Regions from separate parts of the Ostrinia nubilalis genome. Here region 1 is linked to region 2. Evidence: chromatin contacts called from public Hi-C data. All regions are on one chromosome and are shown on one strand. Each heading gives the region's core, a stretch centred on a gene start, on an enhancer-like site or on the middle of the called end of the contact. The rest is flanking DNA. Distances are from core to core; before and after follow the strand shown.

What was found. A called contact is a pair of places that touch in the nucleus more often than the background predicts.
Region 1: a Hi-C map of whole larva shows a contact between it and region 2, with 3 times the contacts expected there. The contact joins the promoter of LOC135078212 here to the promoter of LOC135078246 in region 2. A contact is called at or near these places in 2 of 5 Hi-C or Micro-C datasets (whole body and whole larva).

The regions. Positions count from the first base shown.
Region 1 is chr14:14,207,014-14,212,748 of ilOstNubi1.1, reverse strand. It overlaps LOC135078212, which reads left to right and starts at 4,019. Exons shown (of 3, transcript XM_063972797.1): 1 at 4,019-4,127; 2 at 5,587-5,679. The coding sequence starts at 4,072. It overlaps LOC135078210, which reads left to right. Exons shown (of 6, transcript XM_063972796.1): 2 at 1,022-1,124; 3 at 1,387-1,579; 4 at 1,717-1,913; 5 at 2,606-2,856; 6 at 3,056-3,825. The coding sequence starts at 1,023. The coding sequence ends at 3,182.
Region 2 is chr14:14,061,966-14,067,353 of ilOstNubi1.1, reverse strand. It overlaps LOC135078246 (helix-loop-helix protein 1), which reads right to left and starts at 1,790. Exons shown (of 3, transcript XM_063972847.1): 1 at 1,709-1,790; 2 at 130-252. The coding sequence starts at 245.

The DNA.
Region 1 (5,735 bases), core at 2,770-5,269, 140 kb before region 2:
TTCAATGATTAAATTTATTTTGCCATAAAGTTCTGCAATACATTTGCAAAATTACTTCCCGCTTTCACCACTTAATATTGAGTACGTTCAAAGTTACTGCGTTACATGTTTATGCAGCATTGTATTTCTAAAACCATATAGACGCCGTTATATGAAACGACTGCGTCGGATATAGTAGGCAAACGCTAAGAAACAAAGCATACATAAAACATAAGCGAGGACGGTTCTCGCCGTGGGACGACAAATTTCTCCGGAAAGAATCTGGACAGACGCGCTATCGCTAACGACCGGTGCGCCTGCGCCACTCAACACCTCAATGGCAAATGGTGTCCGACGAGAAATTGCACGGCGTTTACTTTCTTAGCAGTCAACCAACTTAAACATGATGCAACATCTTCATAAATTTTCAACAAAACGCAAGTGTATTCCTAATTTGAGTTCCATTTTGAAGGGTCGAAGAAAGTCGTCCACGGCTATTCGTGATCGTGACTAACGGTCAATTTACGTCAATTTATATAACTAGCGCCTTATTAAACAGGTGGAGGTGACATCCGAACTACAGTTAGAAAGACCGGGTCACCTGCATTCGAGAGTTGTCGGACACACCGCTAGCACACTTGCACACCGGATAGGCAGGCCTTGGCTCTGCGAGTACATGTTAATAACAGAACTTACACCTTGTTGTAAACACTCACACGTAATAACTACGGCAATTACATACGTTAGTGACATACGTCCTCTAATTAGTCGCTGTGCCTCGTAAAAATGCAAGACGAGCGACTCAAGGGGCCACTTTCACGACTGCTCTAAACGCAGGCAATCAATTTGCGCGAATCACTCATCAGAACACTTTCTAATCGACGCCCAGTGCGCGAGAGCACAATTAAATTAAAAGAAAGTTCGTTTAGTTTAAGTAAATACGATTTTATAATGGATGCACATGGCTCGTTAGGTTATGTAATCAAAATCACGACTCCTTTATGTGCTTTTTAGAGGTTACTTACCGATTCGGTTGTTGCAGGATGCATCCGCAGACGGCAAGTTGGGCGCTATTGGCCCTGATCTGCTCATCGACGATACTCCAGACGATCGCGTACCCGCGACAAGTTCCATTAATATCACAGGTAACTAAAGTTTTCAAGTACTGTTTTATACTCACCGTATTCTATATTTTATTTAACTTATTAAGGTAAAGATTTGAACACAAAATCTTCAGTTTGTTAAGATTGTTTTTGTTGAAATTGCTTTAAAGAAAAAGAGGTGTAGGTTTAATGGACGTTACTTGTAATAAAATTAAAAAATAAAGATAATAAAAGATTTATGGCCCGAATAATCTGATAATTCAATCGGTTTCTTGATGTTTAATTGAAAATCTCGTGTTTCCAGGCAACCAGCAATGTCCGGACACAAAACCCACAGTACTACAGCAACTCGTACCCAGTCCAGGAGCACGAGGTTGCCCAGGAGCGCAAGTACGCGGAGAAACCCAACGCGCTGAAGAAGGTCGCGCTAGACGACCTCGACGACATCCAGACCAACTCCATATCAGACGGAGGCTTCTCTTGGTCTAACATGCTTGGTAAGTTTGTATTTAGACTTCTTTAAAAACCTTGAGATTCTCTTATTTTTGTTTGTCGTAAAAGGTCCTTCGAGGCCAAAACACCATGTTGGGCGCCAAAATTCAGATTTTTCATAATTTTTACTTTCTTCTTCCAGGCATGATAATGCAAATGATCTTCAACCCCGGCGGCACGGGCCCCAACAAGAGTGACAACATCGACACCGACTCGGTTGCGCCGTCCCCCTGGGCTAACCTCTTTGCCATGGGCCTTAAGATCCTTACCGCCTTCCTCAGCGGAGGCGCCTCAAGCGATGGTATCGACAAGGTCGACAATGGCTCTTCCCCCATGCAGGTACACTTACACGTCGTTACCTTCTCCTCTCAGCATGTTATGAACGATGACAAGACTATCAGGACCAATGCACTCAAACAGGAATTGTTGAGAGATTTTATTGTATAAATATAAATTATTCTTACTTTGCAATTAATATTTTATTTATCCATACTGATTTACTAACATCCAATAATGTAGATAATTTTAGTTTCAGTCACTTCGATAGTGTAAAGCACCTTGCAAGTTGACCCTCACCTGTAGGTACTTTTAAACCCCGTATGGTAGTTGATAGAAACCTAATTGACAAAAATAATAAGTTCTTACGACCGGAATACCTCACGGTAGTCTTCCTTGTCGAGATCCATTTATTTCTTGAGGTACTCCTGTCTTATGGAATGTAAATAGTAAAATTCGGTTATGGATATGGTGTCGCTTCTCGCTTGCTTCAGGGTATATTGGCTGCGGTACTGTCGACGATGCTCGGTGCAAAAGACCCCGACCAAGTCGCCTCCATGGCAAAGCAGGCTGGAGAGGTACGCCACCTACCCTTCCTTCTCCTTATAATGAGTCAATACATAAATGCATTTAACTATACCAACAGGTAACATTCTTCTAAGTCTAACTGATTCTTCATTGCAATAAAAACATCGTTTTCTTTTCAGTTTTGTCAGTGATAAGTTCACGTTTTGAACTTCTGTTTGTTTTTTCAGTTCATCAACATCGTAATGAATCTTCTGGATGCCCTGAAGACCTCGTTCTCCCATAGATCTCTGACCGCCCGGTCCATGGGTCGCAAGGACTCTGTCAGTGACGCCGCTTTGGCAGGTATCGCCATGCTGAAGACCTACGTGCGATCCTTCGGCACGAGTGACGACAAGTGCCTCCAGAAATACGTTTGCGATGCCAACAATGAGTGCTCCTCCGACATCGGACCCAAGAGCGTGTTCTGTCAACTTGGAACGTAAGTGACCTTCATCTTCTATCTTCTGATAGTTTCTTTTCCTGAAATTCTTTAATGACTCTCTATTTCAGCAGTTCTTGTTCTTTTCAACGAAAGACTACTTTTGCAATGAATTAAGCTCATTTTTGGCCTTGCTCACTTTGAATTTTATAATCCCAGTCAGCGTTTACCCATTTCAATCTTTTTCTCTTTTTCACAGATACGCTGCCAGTTTCGTCTTGGAAAGACAATCGGGTGGTTCATTCGAGGAGTTCTCAGAGGCCGGTCGCCGCGGCCGCGCGGGAGTGGACTGCCGCCAAATGTACCTCCAGTGCAACGAGGTCTAACCCTCTCCGCGCCGCCAAATCGTACGCAGTAACAACGCAGCAGTGATAAACGATTTAATGTTATCAAGATCCGAACTAATTGGAAACAACAGAAACATCCAATTGATTCCAGTGATTAGAGACATAATATTGCAGTGAGCAGTAGATTAGTCAAAATTGACGCTATCGGCGTACTGAATTTCGTTTAAAACATAAATGAAATTAAGTACACAATGGTAATCTACATTGGTGCCTTAATGATTGGAATGTGCTCAAAACTTATCCCATCGGTTAAGAGCGCGTCAAGCATAGTGTTCTATTAATTTATTTAAATTATTTATTTATTTAACTTATTTTAGAAGTTAATAAGTAGGCAAACAAAGATTAAATGTATCCAGGAGATATTGATTCCGTCCAGTAGTCACTTTTTGAGTTAAATTTCAGTTATTGGCACAACTAAATGCATTTGTGTTGAAACAATGAATCCGCCAGTTTCTCGATAATTAACGACTGATGTAAAAATAATTCTGTGTGATATACGAATGGTATGAATACCTATTATTTATATCACTTACTAGTTAGTATTGTATATTTTGTGAGATCGAATGAATGGGGACGTCCGTGTGTGTATGTTATTTATGTGAAATAAAAAAATGAAAAATTATTTGTTTTTTTCTTAAATCCGTAATCATCTCAACGAGAAGTTAAGTACAGCTTGTTTGCTGTAAGGTTAAGCTCTAATTTGTCGAAATCGCAGATGACAATGGTGAAAATACCGCTATAGCGATGTCACATGTTAGGGGCCGAAGTAGAGCGTGTAGAATGTAGATCGCTGGATGCCCGCCGGGGCGTGCGCGCGCGCAGTGGAACCTTGACATTCGGCTGACAGGACGTGCGCTTGCCATCCGACATGACATTCGGTGTATTGTCCCAAATGGGGGCGGGAAGTAAGCAGTTTATAGACAGGTCAGTTGAGTGTTTTTTAAACAAGTAATTGTCAAATTAAGACAGATCTGTTTTGTCCCAAATGGGAACGAGAAGCAAATCATTGACAGGTCAGTTGTTTGATAGTATCTTTTTTTTATAAACAAACGATAGTGGTAGAAATTTAAATTTCGGTGTATTGTCCCAAATGGGAACGGGGAGTAAGCAGTTTATTGACAGGTTATAGGGTTGTTTGATAGTATTTTTTAAACAATTGCAAGTAGTAAAATTTACATCAAGGCTTGTCAAGTTAAGACAAGACGTTTTTGTTCCAAATAGAAACGGGAAATAGGCAGTTTATTAACAGGTCAGTTGTTTGATAGTGTTTTATAAACAAGTGCTATTAGTAGAAATTAAAATCAAACCATGTCAAATTAAGATTGCTATTGATATTATGCGAAAACATTTAAATAAGTATTTATAGTTTTTAAAACTGATGATGAGAGAAAAGTCCAGATAAGCGTATCGTAACGATAAACGAATAAAAATACAAAGCGACAATGTTAGGAGGCAAACGACACAATAATATTCTGGTTAATAATTTTGTATAATTTTTTATCACAAAAAATAATACGAACCTCAAAACTTACCCGCAACCAGTGACTTGATTGATGTTGTTCTGCAACGCTATAAAATGTAAAATACTGGACGTCTTTTAACAACTGCCGTTTTTCATGAAGAAAATGGCTCTAGTTAATATTATTTTTTACCACAGTAAAAAGCACTTCGAAAGACGTTCATTATTTTAGTGTCTGCAATCTTTTTTTTTTATTCTTTTTTTTTTTCTAAAAGCTTATCGTCTTCGAAATCGTCAAATTTAAGACAGATTTAAAAGGAAAATCCTCCCTTTTTGGGACTTAGATCGTGTAAAATGGGCCGAATAAAAATATCTATCACCTTCAGAAGTTCCAAATAAACTATTTTTTCAGCTTTTATTGTAATAACAAAAAGTTATTGTTAGCGCTAACCAGACGAGCGTAGAATAATCTGGACAAAATGCAAACTTTAGACTTCGAAGTCAGGCAAAATGAACTTTGCGGTATCAAAACTGGAATACCATGTAGATGTAACATTTTTGTTTAGGATTTTTGTCGTAAGTTTTCTGTCATATTTTTGCACTTGCAAACGAATGGCTAGAACAGTGGCGCCAAATGGTGAGCGCTGTTGGCGGATTTACACTGCGCGGAAATTAGTTAAGTCAAAAAAACAGTGGAGTGGGGATGAAATTCATTCATTTTTCATCCCCACCCCGCTGTTTTTTGACTTGACTTGGCTAATATCCGCGCAGTGTAAAAGCGCCTTGTAGAAGAAAGATTTTATGTCGCACTCACTAGGGGTAGTGTTATTCTTTCTTTTTTTGTTCACTACATTTTTTAGGGTCGTGGTTTTTTGTTTTATTAGTTTATTTTTTACTTGCCGTTAAAGTAAATTATTAAAACAGGTATGCAGAATACGGGACCCCCGTAGCGGACCCACACGTGGTATACGCGTACGAGCCTCCAACCCAGGGGCATGTCGAGGCTTCTTCCAAACAGTAAGTTAAATAATGAGTTATTGTGGCCAAAAAATCCGGAAAAAAATTAATAGTTA
Region 2 (5,388 bases), core at 541-3,040:
CAATTACTAGATATGTGCTCAGCTCATTGTATTGAAAAGATAAACGACTGCATACGTATTGTTCCTATGTCTAAGAACATAGACTTTTTGTTTTACTAAAGTTAGTAATAAGTAAGTAAGGTGCCCTACCTCTTCCTTGGTGCCAGGTTCTCTCTGCCAGTGATGGGCAGCAATGCTTCTCTGGGTTCCGCCAGCATGCAGGGCAGAGAGTCCTCCATACCGGTCGCTTCTAGCCAGCTCTTCATGGTGAAGCTGCCACAAAAGTACACTTTAAAATTAAGACACTCTTTTGCTCCCAAGGTTTAAGTTCCGTTTCTTAAAATATGCGTAATCAGTGGCGGATTTACAGATTTGCCGCCCGTAGGATGTTGGATCTTATTTGACTGGCCTAGCGAATATTGATATATTCATATCCGAAATACGTACCTACTTTGTGTATGTAAAAAATAATTATGAACTAAGTAAATCTGCCGCCCCTTAAAATTTGCCGACCTAGGCTTCAGCCTACTCCACCTGCTGGTAAATCCGCCACTGTGCGTAATATAAAATAGTCGCTCAAAATTTGACTCTACTACCCAATGCACTACGAGTAGGTATCAACCCTTATGACATACTTAAGCAGTAGAGATACTACTTTAGTTCCTAGGTAGTTTAAGGTTTGCAATTTTAGTTTTAGACCAGTAAGAATTAATAATGTATAGACATAGAGCAATAATATCAAGTAGTCAAGTCGAATGGATTCGATACGGGTTGATCGTGATTCGATTACCCCATCCACTACACAGGGGGCGATATAAAAAGAATAAATACGGATTTATTATCCCCTAAAGGCCCGCTTAGGAGGTGCGAACTTATTATTTATACACCCTTCTTGTGGTTCAATTAGATTTGGGATCAAAACAAACGTGTCAAGGGTTAGGACGTGGTCAGAGCATCCTTGGAGTATTCTTAAGATATTCATTGAGTGTCCTTTGAAGGGCAGGATCAGATGGATGTAACCTTTGTGGGTTGCATTCTAATTTTCAATTGAGAATGTAAATCTGTTAAATTGTCTTTCTTCTCCTTATCGTTCCTGTGGGCACTTCCATTCCTCTGTGAATTCCGACGTTATTTGTCTCTATTATCTTGTATAAACAAATATAATTTTTACTTTTGTGTTGTGTTGCGGTAAGTTCAGAAGAATGAATATTATGCAAACTTTTTTACTCAAATGGTAACTTTAGTATTTTTCAAGTTGGTGTTTAGTGCATATCTCTGCTGTGTAGAGAAACAATAAAAATGAATACATACTTTATGATACTATATTTTAAATCTAAACACCAGTATTTGGTCGAGGTGAGGATATACTCGTAGCTCTACTTTTGTGGGGATTATCACGAGTGGCCTTTATCACCCTTAGTCAATACTTACAACATAAACATAGTCGTAGTAAACAATATTACATTTTTATTACTTCTCCATAGTCACCTAGATTAATAATAAGTGATTTCGAATGGTTTCTGCTATACACTACTCACAATCTTCAAATCTTATGATTCTACCTGCTTCTATTTAAGATTCAAATAGGTACTAGGTACTTAATATTAGATGTGGAAAATTTGTTCCAGAAATTATCCCCCAAAATGCATAATTACATAACTTTACAGAAAGAGAAGAAAGGGAAAAAATTTAAGATAAAAACAGAAGTAATTTACAAATGCAACCACACCTTTTGAAATTTCTCTTTCAAAAATTCCACAATCCACTATCACCAATGTCCAATGACACTACCGCACCATTTCACACACTCCTCTCACCACACTGATCACACTGAGAGTGCCCTCAGCATCCCTCCGGTTATATGACGTCAGAGGGCCGGGCCAGCCCTCTCGGAGGGCGGCGCTTGTGCAAATAGCGGAGGATACAAGATGAGGTGCAGGATGCAGTGAGGTCGTGTTTTAATAATATGTCCTTCAAAATTGAGTTAGCTTTAGCCCGGAACTTCGACAACGAAGTCATTTTTTTTTAAAGTATTGTGCTGTAGGCATGGACCTATAAAAAAAGTCGGACGGATTCTCATCAACAAAATACTGTGACATTAGGATACACCAGCTTGCCTGTACGTACAGGCCTGCACGCACACATTCACACCCTGTTACACCACTTCGAGTGCAAACTTCACACAGTTGACACATTTAAGCAGCGAAAAAACAACACGAATACGACATGTCTTGTGTGATGAAATTGTGTAAAAACCGTTCTGTTCGAACAAACAAAAATTAAGGAATCACATTTCACAGGCAAAATAATAATCCAATCACTTATTTCCCGATATTAAAATATTGAAATTAATTGAAATCAAACGTCATTCACTCGAAAAAATAATACGTCAAAGACCAGTGTTCTCAGTTATTTACGTGGGAAAATTACCCGAAATAAGGGAAATTAATAATAATTTTAGGACTTTTTAGTTATTTATTACGCATACTATGGAAATAAAATAATTTATCATAATAATTGTGTTTTAATGGGATATATTTTCATAGGCAAATTTGATCCTTCCCAAAAATGTGGAACTGCAAAATTCAAATTTTCTTACATTGATTGCAAGTCAGTGTCAGGTTGTATGTTAAAAAAAATCTTTCAGAGATAATAATAACAACTGTCTACAGCATTTTTGCGCACGGGTTATGCATAGCTTATTTTTATTGCTTTAATACCTAGAAATAAGAATAACAACAAAAAATTGTTCTGAATTTGCTATTATGTGTAAAAAATAGAAAAATTCATATCAATGAATGTATGAAACATGAACATAGAGAGGATTTAATTAGTTGCCAAATGTATTTTTTTCTTTCTTTCTTTCATTCTTTCTAATTATTAAAACATACCAAACATCCATTTAAGACTCATTTTCACAAGAGAAAATTTAAAATAGAGTCCAAATATTTATTAAAAATGAAAAGTTCTAATTTCCTGTCATGTTCTATAGAAGATTTTTCTCATAAAAATCTAACCCTATCATGCTTTCAGTTTACTGGCCTTGGTAACGTCATCTCTCAAATCCCACTATATTTTGATGAAAGCGTGCCCCTTGTTCTTGCGAATAAGCCCCCATAATTATCTATAAATATATCCCAATGAGAATGTGACGTGCATCTTTAGAGACATTCTTCTATGAAGATGGAAAATTCAAATCGCTATAACTCTTTAAAAAGCAAATATTTTCGATTTGTAATCGCACTTTTTATATAAATTTGCTTATACAGGGTGTTAGGTAAATGGGTATATGAGCCGACACTAGCCTATGTTAACATATGCATATAAATGGTATGGTGAAGTCAGAAATTTGATATCATCATTTTAATTTTTTAAATGTTCATACAAAATAAAATTTATAAAATCAGATATGTATGAAAATTAAAATAATTAAAATGATGATATCAATTTTCTGACTTCACCAGACCATTTATATGCATATGTTAACATGGGCTAGTGTCGGCTCATATACCCATTTACCTAACACCCTGTATAATCTGAATATAATAAGTAAAATCCATGCGCAAAAAAAAATTTTTTTTTTGTTGACCGGTGTAATATATTGATGATGCATAAGATTATGATTATAATGTACACAAGATTCGTAATTTGTAACTGCGTGAATCATTTTTAATCAACATTATGTACATACCCTGACACACTGACTTGCAAACAATGTAAGAAAATTTGAACATTGAAAATTTCGCGCCTACCTCAACGCATTCACCTTTCATCCTTTTAAAATGGCACGGAATAATTCTGTCTACATTTCCAACATCTGCCGATCTATGTTTTTCTTAAAATAAATGGGTAAAATTTTTTGGCTAACATGGCATCCCTAAATTCACTCACACAATAGACAAACGCCAAAATTTTGCGTCACAGTTTTGTTGTAGCGCGAGTTCCGTCCGCCTTTTTTTATAGGTCCATGGCTGTAGGTATATTTGAATCCGTTCAGTAGTCGAGCACATTACCTGAAATAAGTACCCCTTCTACTCTAATTGCAAGCTTATGAAACCAATCGCTTTGTGGGTAGGACATACTGAAAGATTTTGAAACTCTACTTAGGTTGTAAAAGAAATACAAAGCCAATAAATATTTTTATTTTATTTGTTTAACAATTTGAAAGCTTTCAGTAGGTATGTCTGTGTCATCGAGTGGTTGACTGAAAAGTATTGGGAACTTTAACTAGAACTCTGCTGCTGTTTTTCCTGAACACTATAATCCGGGCCTTATCAAGGCGAGAGTGAATAGGCACATACAGGGCAGATATGTACCATCCTAGACTGCATATTACTTAACACCAGGTACGATTGCGGTTAAATTCCTTGTCCTGCGTAAAAAAAAACTTACTATCATAAAAACTATTGCAGTAATTAACACTATGCCATATTGTCGTTAGGCTGTGCAGGTGTTTACTAATCCCGTTGTCTGCCTTAACTGCCCGATACGATATCACGGCATTATAGATAGTATTTAAATGCGCGGATTATTCGTCATCTAAAGACACATGTTACATTGTAATTATGTCGTGACTTTCGAATTTTGTTATTAGTATTTATCATTCAAAGTCCGTTATAATGTTGTCATGCAATCAGCTTTTGTTTCAGTGGCTGGTAAGCTAGACGCTTTTCACTTTTCAGAGGTAGCGAATCCTAAGTGGTAATTTTTTTTCATATTAGTTAGATCGTTTAATTAGCACGAAGACATTATATTTTGAGATTTTAATATAGTAGGTAGGTCCAATATAAAAAGTTGTTGTTTTCAGCACCAGAATCCGTATTTTTTTTATCCACAACGAGGAAGCTCTTAGTCTGTATCTCACCTGATGTTAAGTGACGATCAGGCTGAAGGTGGAAGCGAGCTTCACCCGGAATCCTCAACCACGGAGGAACTGGCTATCTTACCTCTCTGACGGAACACAACAATCCTGTTAACATTGTTGTTATGGCGACAGACTTAGGTAAGATGGTGGTAGCTAGCCAGGCGGACTTAGAACAAGCCCTACCACCAACCAAACCGAACAGAAAAATCTGCCCCCACTGGGAATCGAACCCTGGACGCAGAGGGCGTCTGAAGCTTACCACTAGACCACAGAGGCGGTCGATGTATGGGATCACATAGAGTTGACAGGGTTATTTTTTTTTAAATACTGCTTCGAAAAAGCAGCTGTAACTTCCATTTTCTGTCCTGTCCCGGTGTATCCCGGTCCTCCCAGCCTCCGACTCCGCCCCGGCCAATCCCGCGTCGCCCCGCCTATCGATCCGGGATCAGGTGCGCCCGCTAATAAGAGTCCCGGGTTGGAGCCCGGGATGGGACACCTGTGCCTTGAAGTACTTGGTTTAATGGGGAGAGAGGATAGATACATGT